Regions from separate parts of the Hordeum vulgare genome. Here region 1 is linked to region 2. Evidence: chromatin contacts called from public Hi-C data. All regions are on one chromosome and are shown on one strand. The core of a region is the stretch at or near the end of the contact, and the rest is flanking DNA. Distances in the headings are between cores, read along the strand shown. Region 1 holds the start of LOC123448187 (alpha-L-arabinofuranosidase 1-like). Region 2 holds the start of LOC123448184 (heterogeneous nuclear ribonucleoprotein Q-like).

Region 1 (5,210 bases), core at 709-3,208, 400 kb after region 2:
TGTATTTGAGGGGCCAAATGGCTGTAAATAGTTCAAAATAAATAGGTATAATTTTTCTAAATAGCAGTATATGAAAAATTAAGAAAGACGAGCCAGTTAATATGGATGGTATGCAAATATTACTCCATATCCATATCTTTCAAAATCAAATCAAACGGCACTTAAGTTATGCTTATCTAGTTGTGCAAATTAGTAAATCAAGAGTTAATTGCCATATCTATATGGTCATCGAACAGATCATTCGAAAAGTACTAGTCAAGATCAGCATCTAAAACATCGCTTCCTTCATAATCTGTTTGAGATCGGCACCACAAATATCATTATTAAACTGAAAACATATATCTGTTAATGAGGCATACCGTGGAAGACTTCGACTACAAAAGCCCATATCAACAGATGATGTTTTGGTGTGCCGCCGAAGTCCGGCGCCAAGTCCTATTGCTTGCAATGGGGGCCTCCTCCTAAGGCAAACCTTCTCTGTTCACCTTCGACGATCTGGAAGGAGGTGAAGGGCGGCGCCGCTAGGTTTGACGTGCATGATGTTGGCTCCCAGTGGCTGGATCCTAATTTTATTTTGAGGGCTCCAAGCGGCGGGATCCTAATTGATACATGAGTTTTGCTTAGTAGAATTCTTTTTGAGAGAAGTTATGTGCATCAGATGGCTGGCCCTAGTTACGCACAAATAAGTGCCAGACCCAATAATCTATTTTTTATGTGCAATCATGGTCCAGCCATACAGGCCCTACTACCTTTTGCTTCTCGTTATCAGCCAGAACAAAAACAACTGCGAAACGTACTCGCGATTTCGTGATTACAGCCACTACCTGCGGCGTAATACCTGGGAGGGCCCCCTAACTTTGCGGGGGCCCGGGGCGGCCACCCCTCCCGCCCCCCTCAGGGCCGGCCCTGCTTAAGTTTTGCAAAAATTATCTCGTCGATGCGTTTGCGTAGTAAGGATGAGTAGACCTCTACAAGTTCCTTCGGTCATTTCTTCTTTAGAGAGTGTGAGACTAAGAATGTTGCGGCTACACACGTCTCCTTAATATGTCGTGTTTTAGGGCATTTTTGTATGTTACAACTGAATTGGGTCAACTAAATTAGGTAACGGATTCGGTGGTAGGGTCACCATATTTTTTGCTTTGATTGCTTTGAAATTTTAAAAATAAACTCAGTTTCATTTTTTTGTAAGATGTTATTCGTATAAAGATGGCCTCTCCCTCGTAGCTAGCAGTAGCAAAAAGTTCTCTTCTTTCGCCCATACTTGTATACAATAGGTTTTAGGGTGCAAACAAAAGTACATCATCCATCTATTCTTCGGTTGCAACTTACAGTAGCAGTTTTGCCCCTTTGGCCTCGATACGACTGTCATTGTTTTTTAAGAAAGCATATTTCATCATCCTAACTTCTGAAATCTATTCTCCTACAACCCCAGAAAGAAAGCATCTGCACAAATAAATGCACTCATGTTAAACTATTGGAAACTAGAAACTCGATTACAAATTTTACTAACCGAAGTCAAATTCATACCATCATCAGAACTAAAAGGCACAATTGACCATCGCCAAGCGTGCCATCCATGGGGCATTGCAAGAACAGGTGATCAACCGTTTCCAGTTAACTTATTGACTGAAGTGAATGCTTTTTGTCATAAAAAAGATTACACACCCTGTTGTGTCAAAGACTGAATTCCAGACACCCAAAAAACCTCCCAACACTGACATGTCTATCACAACGCGACATATCAGGCCTAGCCCGGGAAGCCAGGACCAAAGGTGAGCGTGAGCCTTGCCCATCGCCACGCGCTCGCCGCCCGATCAACATCGAACGGCTGATACGCGCAAGGATGCTGGCTGCCGGCTCCAGGTGGCATGCGGTCCCACTCTCTTGGACCCACCAAACCCACCCACCTCTCTTCTCTTCCTCGTTCGTAGTCATGGGCTCTCAGCAGGAGCTACTTAAGCAGCGGCACTTCCCCTTCCTCCCCGAGCTCCCCACCAACACCATCGCGGCATCGCAGTTCACGCGCGCTCGGCATCCCCATCGCTCCTTCCTCGAGCGTTGGCAAGAGGTGAGCAGTTCCATGATCCGATCTTGTTCGTTACGACGTCCCCCTCTCTGTCTGCGTCATTTTCTCCCTGCTCCCGTGCTCCGGTCAGTACTGTTCACGGGCCTCATGGCTGAGAGGTTGAGGTGTTCGATGGAATGACTAAGGGAGGAGGTTTACTTGGTTTCCCTTGTGTGTTATGCTTTATTCCCGCTAAATTTCCCAAACCAGTTCACCTTTGCCGCTTGGTTTTTCTCTTCTTTCCTTGATCGGCGCCCCCAATTATTCGGTTTTATTGTGGAAGCAATTCTACTGTTTGTTGCCATTGTACATGCTCGATCGATCCCGAACTGAGCTGGCGATCCTTATCTGCAGGCTGGAGTAAGGGGAGGATGGGCAGCAAGGATGCGGCAACTTTGCATGCCATCCTCTGCTCCTTGCTTCTTCTCTCGTTGAGCTGCGGGTGCCTGGCGCTGGCGGCAGAGCTCGAGGGGGCTCAGACGGCGCTGCTACAAGTCGATACATCATGGAAGGCCGCCAGAAAGATCCCTCAAACCCTCTTTGGCTTGTTCTTTGAGGTGCATAACATCTTTTGGTTAACAACTATTGCCTTTTAAATTCCATCTGAGTATTCTTGTTTGTTCACAATATTCCTCCACTGAATATTTATTCTAGGAAATCAACCACGCTGGAGCTGGTGGATTATGGGCGGAGCTTGTCAGTAACAAAGGTACTTCTGTTACGTACTATCACTATCAGCTGTTATATGTACACTGCCTCTTGGGAACATGTTATCAGAAAAAAAGGGAACATGTTATCAGAAAGTTCTAGATGCACTTGACTACGTTACAGACAAATGCGCTTGATACATAGCTCCAAAGGCCATACTTACAAGGCAGTGATACACCTAGTTACATCTTCTGGGACTCTGAAAATTTTCACTGACCTATATCCTAATTTCCCTTTATAACAAGGATTCATATAGGCCAAATGGCCAGTTTATGAAATAAGAGAGTACAGTGCCCTTTTTGCGCAACTGGATTGTACGAAATTTTGTACAAAGAACAATAACAGAACATATTTCTATTTTTATTCCCGTACCATATTGACAGTTGGCAGTCCTTCCTGCTTCTTGTTTTCTGTTCCCTAGGTAGTCCTGCAATCACCGCAGAACAAAACAAATCATTATTACTATCAATAACAACAGGAAAAAATTGTTTGGCCTTTCCCTTTTATAACCTGTCGACAAAATTTCACGTTTAGCCGAGTACTGACTGTTGCAGAATTATGCTTTAGGTTTTGAAGCCGGAGGGCCTCACACTCCTTCAAACATAGATCCATGGTCTATCATTGGTGACGAATCCTCCATATACGTGAAGACTGAAAGAACATCTTGTTTCAGTAGAAATATCGTTGCTCTAAGGATGGAAATTCTTTGTGCCAAGTGTCCAGCTGGCGGTGTTGGTATTTACAACCCAGGATTCTGGGGCATGGTATGTTTTATTCATCCATATACCAAGTGGACAGTTACATCAGCATGAAAATATTAATCATAAAAAAAATTACGGTCAACAGTTTACAAGCTACAGTATTGCCAGTTGAAAAATGATGTCAAATGTTTTTCTTCCCAAAAGTAAAACTGAAACATAAATTCACCTGTTCTAATCCACATCCATATTTTCCTTGGATAATTTTAGCTCTCCATTTAATGCTGTGCTTTTGCTTCCTTGGGCATTTTACTGCCAATCTTTTCTCAGAGGCATTTCCACTTTTCCCCTCTGGTTTTGTGCTGCACCTGACCATTTCAACTTCCAGAACATAGAAGAAGGGAAGAGCTATAATCTGGTAATGTATATCAGATCACTAGAATCCGTGGAGTTAGCTGCTTCACTCACATGTTCAGATGGACTGCAAAATATAGCAACAGCTGTCATAGTGTATATACCTTCCCTAGCACTGAGATAAGATGATTTTTCAATTTGTTATTTTTTTCACTAAGACTGAAAGGATTAAATACGGTGTGGTTACAGAGATACAGATGTGTCAGATTGGAGAAAGATAGAGATGCAATTATTAGCTAAAGGAACGTGCAGAACTTCAAGACTTGAGTTAACAACTTCCAAAAGGGGAGTCATATGGATCGATCAAGTGTCACTCATACCTTCAGATACATACAAGGTGAATTGCATTTTTATCCTGTCTTCCTAACGGGTACTGAAAATTCCAAACACATGATGTGATCTGGAATAATAACAATAATAATAGTTTGCATTTATAATTTAGAAACTCGAATAATAATAACAATAATAATAAAAATAATGATGATGATGATGATAATTTAATCCACCTTATCTAATGCTTCTAAAATATAAATAATAAGAGTAGGAACTGGTTTGTTGTACCTTAATCGTTATTTTGTTGTATATATACAGGGCCATGGCTTTCGCAAGGAACTCATACACATGCTTATGGACTTAAGACCACGGTTCCTTCGATTTCCTGGTATTTCATATGTTTTTTAAATTAAGATCAACTAATAAATGCTGCACGTTTACGTTCTAAACTTTTAGCATGTTTATGATACTGTTTATATCCAATGATTCTTGCAAACTTTCGATTGGTATTCCTTTGTATTTTTTTAGATCATATTCAGCCATTAGGTTTTGGCAGGAACTAATTAAGCAACCCATCTCAAACCGGAATATGCCTAGACGGACAATCATAAACATTATTATGTCTGCCAAAGGAACTACTAATTACAGAAGCACAAAACTGTAGAAGTACACTGTAGTCTCCTTTGTACTGCATATCACCTTTTGTTCTGTAGAATGCATTTTTTATGGTTGCGAAATCAAGTTAAAACTGACAAGGTTTGATGTGCAAGATAGAGTAGGACTCTCTATTGTACCATGTACTGTGTTTATATATGCCCGCATTAGGCCCATATCAATAGCTGACCTTATTACACAAGAGTGTTAAACATATATGATCAAATAGATCCTTAATGTTCTCTTATGTATCAAGTTGGCTAACCCGAAAAGCAGATCTTGCAGCTGGTGTACCCAGCAGACAGTTTTTATACTGTGGTATTTTTAATTCATAATGGAAGCTTTTATTACCCCCGGCCTCTGCATCATAAGATTCATACACACAAATTTATCTTGTG
Region 2 (4,807 bases), core at 248-2,747:
ACTTCGCCAATTGGTTCACATAGTTTCTTGAGATCTTCAGAAGATGCATCGCTGGAGATGCCCCCAACATATACTTCAGATCCATGAGGAGGAAGAGCAAGAAGTTCAGCATGCTTCTCTCGATCGCTCCCATCTTTGGCACCATCCTGCCGAGGAAGAGGAACACCTTCCGATTTACTGTCACTGTCATGACTAGCATCAGTTTCATCAAGAACTTCTCTTTCTTCAGGGTCTTCCTCCTCCTCCTCCTCTACCTCCTCTACTTCCTCTAAAATATCCTCATCCTCCTCCACCTCCTCCTCTACCTCCTCCTCAATTTCTTCATACTCAATTTCTTCCTCTTCTACCTCCTCCTCTTCATTATCATCAAACTCCAAGCACTCTTTTGGTTGAGCTGGTTCAGCATCCTCTGTTCTTCTAGGCATCTCGAAGAGCTCAAAGTTCCAAGGCAACTTTGGAAAGAGCAGAGGAGCCAAAAATATTGGGAGAGCAAATTGAGGACATGTGGATAGGACGAAAAACAACAGAAACAACTAGAACAATTGGTATGCAATGATATCAACTTGGATGTATCCATAGGTGCCAAACGGGATAGCATGGAATTGCTTAAGGGACAAACGAAGAAATTGCGTATGGCCAGGATGATACCGGGAGGTTCTCAAGAACACGGTCCCGAACAAGCACAGAGAAGAAAACAAAGAGTATACAAATGATGGCCAAGACGATGCAATTGGAAGTGTAACCAACGGGCTGATGGTTTAATTGAAATCCATGAAATGGATGGAAGGAAAAGAAGAAAAAAGACAGGAAAAAAAACACTATGAGAAGTAGATAACAACGTATATAATAGTAGCATCTAGGGTAAACCAAACTCTAGTAAATATAGCATGGAGCTGGTCAAGAATCTGACCAGTTAGAAAGATAAATACGTAGATTCGAATGTAATTCTTCTACAGAGACTAGTTAATTCTGCAAATGATTGGGCAAAAGCATGTGTGTGGGGGGGGGGGGGGGGGGGGTACACTGCAGCGGGATATGCTAGGATGTCCATTATCGCAAGTAAAGCGAGTGGCCATACAGATTGGATAAAGCAATCGACGCAAAAGGACACGTCCTTTTCGCCCAGGTTCATGCCACTAGGGCGTCTGCCCAAGCTGGACAAACACAAGCAGAGAAATCGAAGCAGCAAGCCCACGCCTTTTACCAGTTGAACCAACCGCAACAAGGGGATTTCACGAGGTATTCCTATAGACAGTCGTCGGCGACTTGGCGCCTCTGCCGCAGCAGAGAACCGAAATCGCGACCGAATCGGAGGCCGGGACAAGCTAGCGCGACGGGGCTTACGAGAGATGGCGCATGGGAAGAAAGTGGCCGCGAGGAACCGGAGAAATAGACAGATCTCTTGGCGAGTTTACCTCCTATATCGGTGAACGGAATCTGGCAGGGGGTGGAGCCGCCGGCGAAGGGTGGGTGGGGGAGGTCAGCTTAGCCCTAGCTAGAGGAGGAGGAGGAAGAAGAGCAGGGCGAGGTGGCGGCTCATTTAGAGAGGAACTTGCAGTCTGGCCCTCACTCTTTTCCGTCATCACACTCTCATCCCTGAGATCTCGCGAACCGTCCGATCCTGCGCTGACTGGGCCAGCACCGTTGATCTGCCTGCCTCCGGACCGGAGAGCCACGGGCCTGCGGCCTAGCTGCGTGGGTCATGCCAGTTTCTGCCGGCCCGTTTTGAGGCCCATCCTAGGTGGTTTTCTTCCTCCGGCCGCCCTCTCCCGCGAGCGCCGCCGTCTCTCTCCATCCACTCTCGCTCCCCTCCCCTCCCAGCCTAATCGAGCCAAGCCAAGCCAAGCCGCAGCCTGAGCTGAGAGGCAGGAATGGGGTGGAAGGCCGCGGAGAAGCTCATCAGGCACTGGAAGATCCTCCGCGGCGACAACGTACGCGACATCTCGAGAGATCCTCCTCTTGCTGCTCTCCTTGCTCTCGAGAGATCTCCTGAAATCTCCTTTTCTCTCTCTCTCTGAATTTGGCGCCAGGTGATGATCATAAGGGGCAAGGACAAGGGGGAGAGCGGGCTGATCAAGCGGGTCATCCGCTCGCAGAATCGCGTCATCGTCGAGGGAAAGAATCTGGTAATAGTATAATCGTCTGCACAGCTATCCACTCTTCCTTCCTCCTCTCGCGATTGCTTCGGATTCAGTGCTACTCTTTGGTGTCATGGGAGTGTCAATTTGCGTATCTTTGACAAGCTGTATGCAATGTGATGATACGTGCTCTGGGTGCTGCACGCACTACAGGTGTTTGTCGAAATTCCCACTGCACTCAAAGTGAATGGGGAACTTGTCTGTCTTAATTCCGCACGCTAATTCTTCAGGGCTAAGGCTAGTGTTGTAGCTGCTATGCTGCGCCTGCACAGATGTTATTTGGTGATTACTGCAGCAGAGGATTTTTGTTTCCCTTCAATTTTTATGAATGATGAGATAAAACTATACTGCCCACAAAATATAATTATAATATCTGTATTAATATAAGTCTGTAATAAATAGTAAATGAGAATCTAACTCTTCCCATCGCATACTGTGCATCCATAACGACATAAGAATACCAGAAGTACAAAATGAGCACATATTACTCGTAGGATGTTTGCCTAAGTGCATCATCATATGTATGATGGAGATCGGCTTTATGGTCAAATCTTGGACAAGTCAGGCAATACAAGTGTCACCTAAGGCGTGTTTGAAAGCCTGGAGGTTAGGCCTAATTCATTAAAATGGTAGGGAAAGGGGACCAAAACAACCCCGGCAAGATCTGTTGCAATATTGTCTGTGCCTATCTACCTTTGAGTGGTTAGCATATACAGTACCATATATTTTCCTTTCCTGGGCATGTTGGTGTCTACCAAGTCGTTGCAGTGCTATACGTACTTATGCTACAATGTTCCTCACCTCGTCACATGCTTTACTTTTAGTTAATTGTCAATGACGATGAGATACCATAAAAAACTGACAATAAGTTCGTGCGATGTTTTGCTGGATTTTTACATGTCCTAAACCCATAACAAACAAATGCTGAATGCCTCAGTTAGATAAATGCAGATTAATTTGAATATGGTGAGGAAGTGGCTGTAGTGAATATTGAACAGGAATTGTGAACTGCACAATGTTTGTCTTTCTAAATCTTTGTATATATACTGTAAGATGTTGCATGTTTATGGGGGATACTGGGTAACTGGACAACTGCAACCAACAAACTTAGTAATTGTGGATACTGGGTACTTAGTTGCATGTTTATGTGTTTCTCTTGCATTGAAAAGTCACTTAGTAATTGTGTGCTCACATATTTTCAGGTTAAGAAACATATTAAGCAAGGAGAAGGGCATATAGGCGGGATCTTCTCAGTTGAAGCTCCACTTCATGTTTCAAATGTACAAGTAATTGATCCAGTCACCGGGTAGGATACTTATCTTTTGATACCGTTATTTTCTAGAGATACATCTTTTATTTGTCTACATTCTAAAATATCTATTTGTCTGCAGGAAGCCATGCAAGACTACATACAAGTATTTGGAAGATGGGACTAAAGTAAGGGTCTCTAGGGGAATGTATGCGTCTGGTGCTGTCATACCTCGGCCAGAAATTTTGAAGGAGAGAAAAAAGCCGAGACCCACATCTCGTATGTTCATGTTCCATAACCAGATCCTTTTTGCTCATTATTAGTTGCTTTTGAAGTGCATGATTATACTGTTTAGAGAAGAATTAACTGACTTGTTATACTGCAATTGTTTGTGGACATCTGAATTCTTCATGATGCCAATCTCCACTTAATACGACTTTTTTTTTCATAATTTCGTCTCGTGTTGCTGGAATTTTCTTGTTCTGGAAGACTATGTTTTATGTTCCGGATCTGCGATAGTCTACTGTAGGTGCTTCTGCTAATGATGTTTGACTTGTTTGCTGCATTCTATATTTTATAAAGACTTTGACAGGCATGATAAAATTAGTTCAACAATAGTAAAGAGTGCAGAATAAATTGTGATGTTTCATGCTGTTCGTTGACAACGGTTGGAGAAAAAGAACAAGTCGGTTTTGTGAATAACAAACGAAATGCCGTAGAAATTTCCTGTACTTTTGTGTGGGGAGTACCTACCCACTAGTTGGCATGCGATGTATTGCATTGCTATATGAGCATCTGCTCATGAATACACGTCTATTTTGTAATTGGACTAATTTTCTTTGACTGATGCAGATGGCCCAAAGGATACACCAATTGAGGATGTGCTGGAGAAGACCTATGATGCCAAAGCTGGAATTGGTATGCCTGATCTATGAGAGGAGACGTCCACCATTGCTGAGAGTGAAAGAAAAAGAATTGGGCATATATGTGATCTATCCGTCCTAGCTAAAAGATAGTTTATTATGTCAGCTGTTCACGAATAAAACTAGCATCCGTGTTGTCTTTGCCAGCATCTCATGTGTTTCCAGAAATCTGTCCCTCAAGACCCTAAATGTTTGTCCCTGAACGGTAGATTCTACCACGGAAGTCCATGAATGCTGGCAAATAGAATTGTTTGATTGTACGAGAGAAACCCCCAAAAAGTACTGTGTGAGCCAGGCTGCTAGTTTATCAAGATCAGATATTGAGTTTTACTGTAATTTCTTTGTTTTCCAGCATGGTCCCTGAAGTTAACTGAATATGTGAGCGCAAAAACAAAAAAGAAAAAGAAAATAAAGTTGTTCATATATACTTCATCTGTTTCTAAATATAAGACATTTTAGAGATTTCACTATAAACTACATATGGACAAGACGTGTTT

Evidence for each region. A called contact is a pair of places that touch in the nucleus more often than the background predicts.
Region 1: a Hi-C map of seedling shows a contact between it and region 2, with 3 times the contacts expected there. The contact joins the promoter of LOC123448187 here to the promoter of LOC123448184 in region 2. A contact is called at or near these places in 1 of 6 Hi-C or Micro-C datasets (seedling) and 1 of 1 datasets of contacts at active chromatin or transcription factors (embryo).

What each region holds. Positions count from the first base shown.
Region 1 is chr4H:145,144,544-145,149,753 of MorexV3_pseudomolecules_assembly, forward strand. LOC123448187 (alpha-L-arabinofuranosidase 1-like) reads left to right here and starts at 1,959. Exons shown (of 18, transcript XM_045125000.1): 1 at 1,959-2,068; 2 at 2,420-2,622; 3 at 2,720-2,774; 4 at 3,341-3,537; 5 at 3,860-3,981; 6 at 4,075-4,222; 7 at 4,477-4,546. The coding sequence starts at 2,437. LOC123448188 (a long non-coding RNA gene) reads right to left here and starts at 3,376. Exons shown (of 2, transcript XR_006631623.1): 1 at 3,284-3,376; 2 at 2,887-3,200.
Region 2 is chr4H:144,741,745-144,746,551 of MorexV3_pseudomolecules_assembly, forward strand. LOC123448184 (heterogeneous nuclear ribonucleoprotein Q-like) reads right to left here and starts at 1,498. Exons shown (of 10, transcript XM_045124995.1): 1 at 1,416-1,498; 2 at 649-750; 3 at 1-452. The coding sequence starts at 425. It overlaps LOC123448185 (50S ribosomal protein L24), which reads left to right and starts at 1,728. Exons shown (of 5, transcript XM_045124997.1): 1 at 1,728-1,931; 2 at 2,031-2,126; 3 at 3,341-3,444; 4 at 3,530-3,666; 5 at 4,240-4,646. The coding sequence starts at 1,872. The coding sequence ends at 4,322.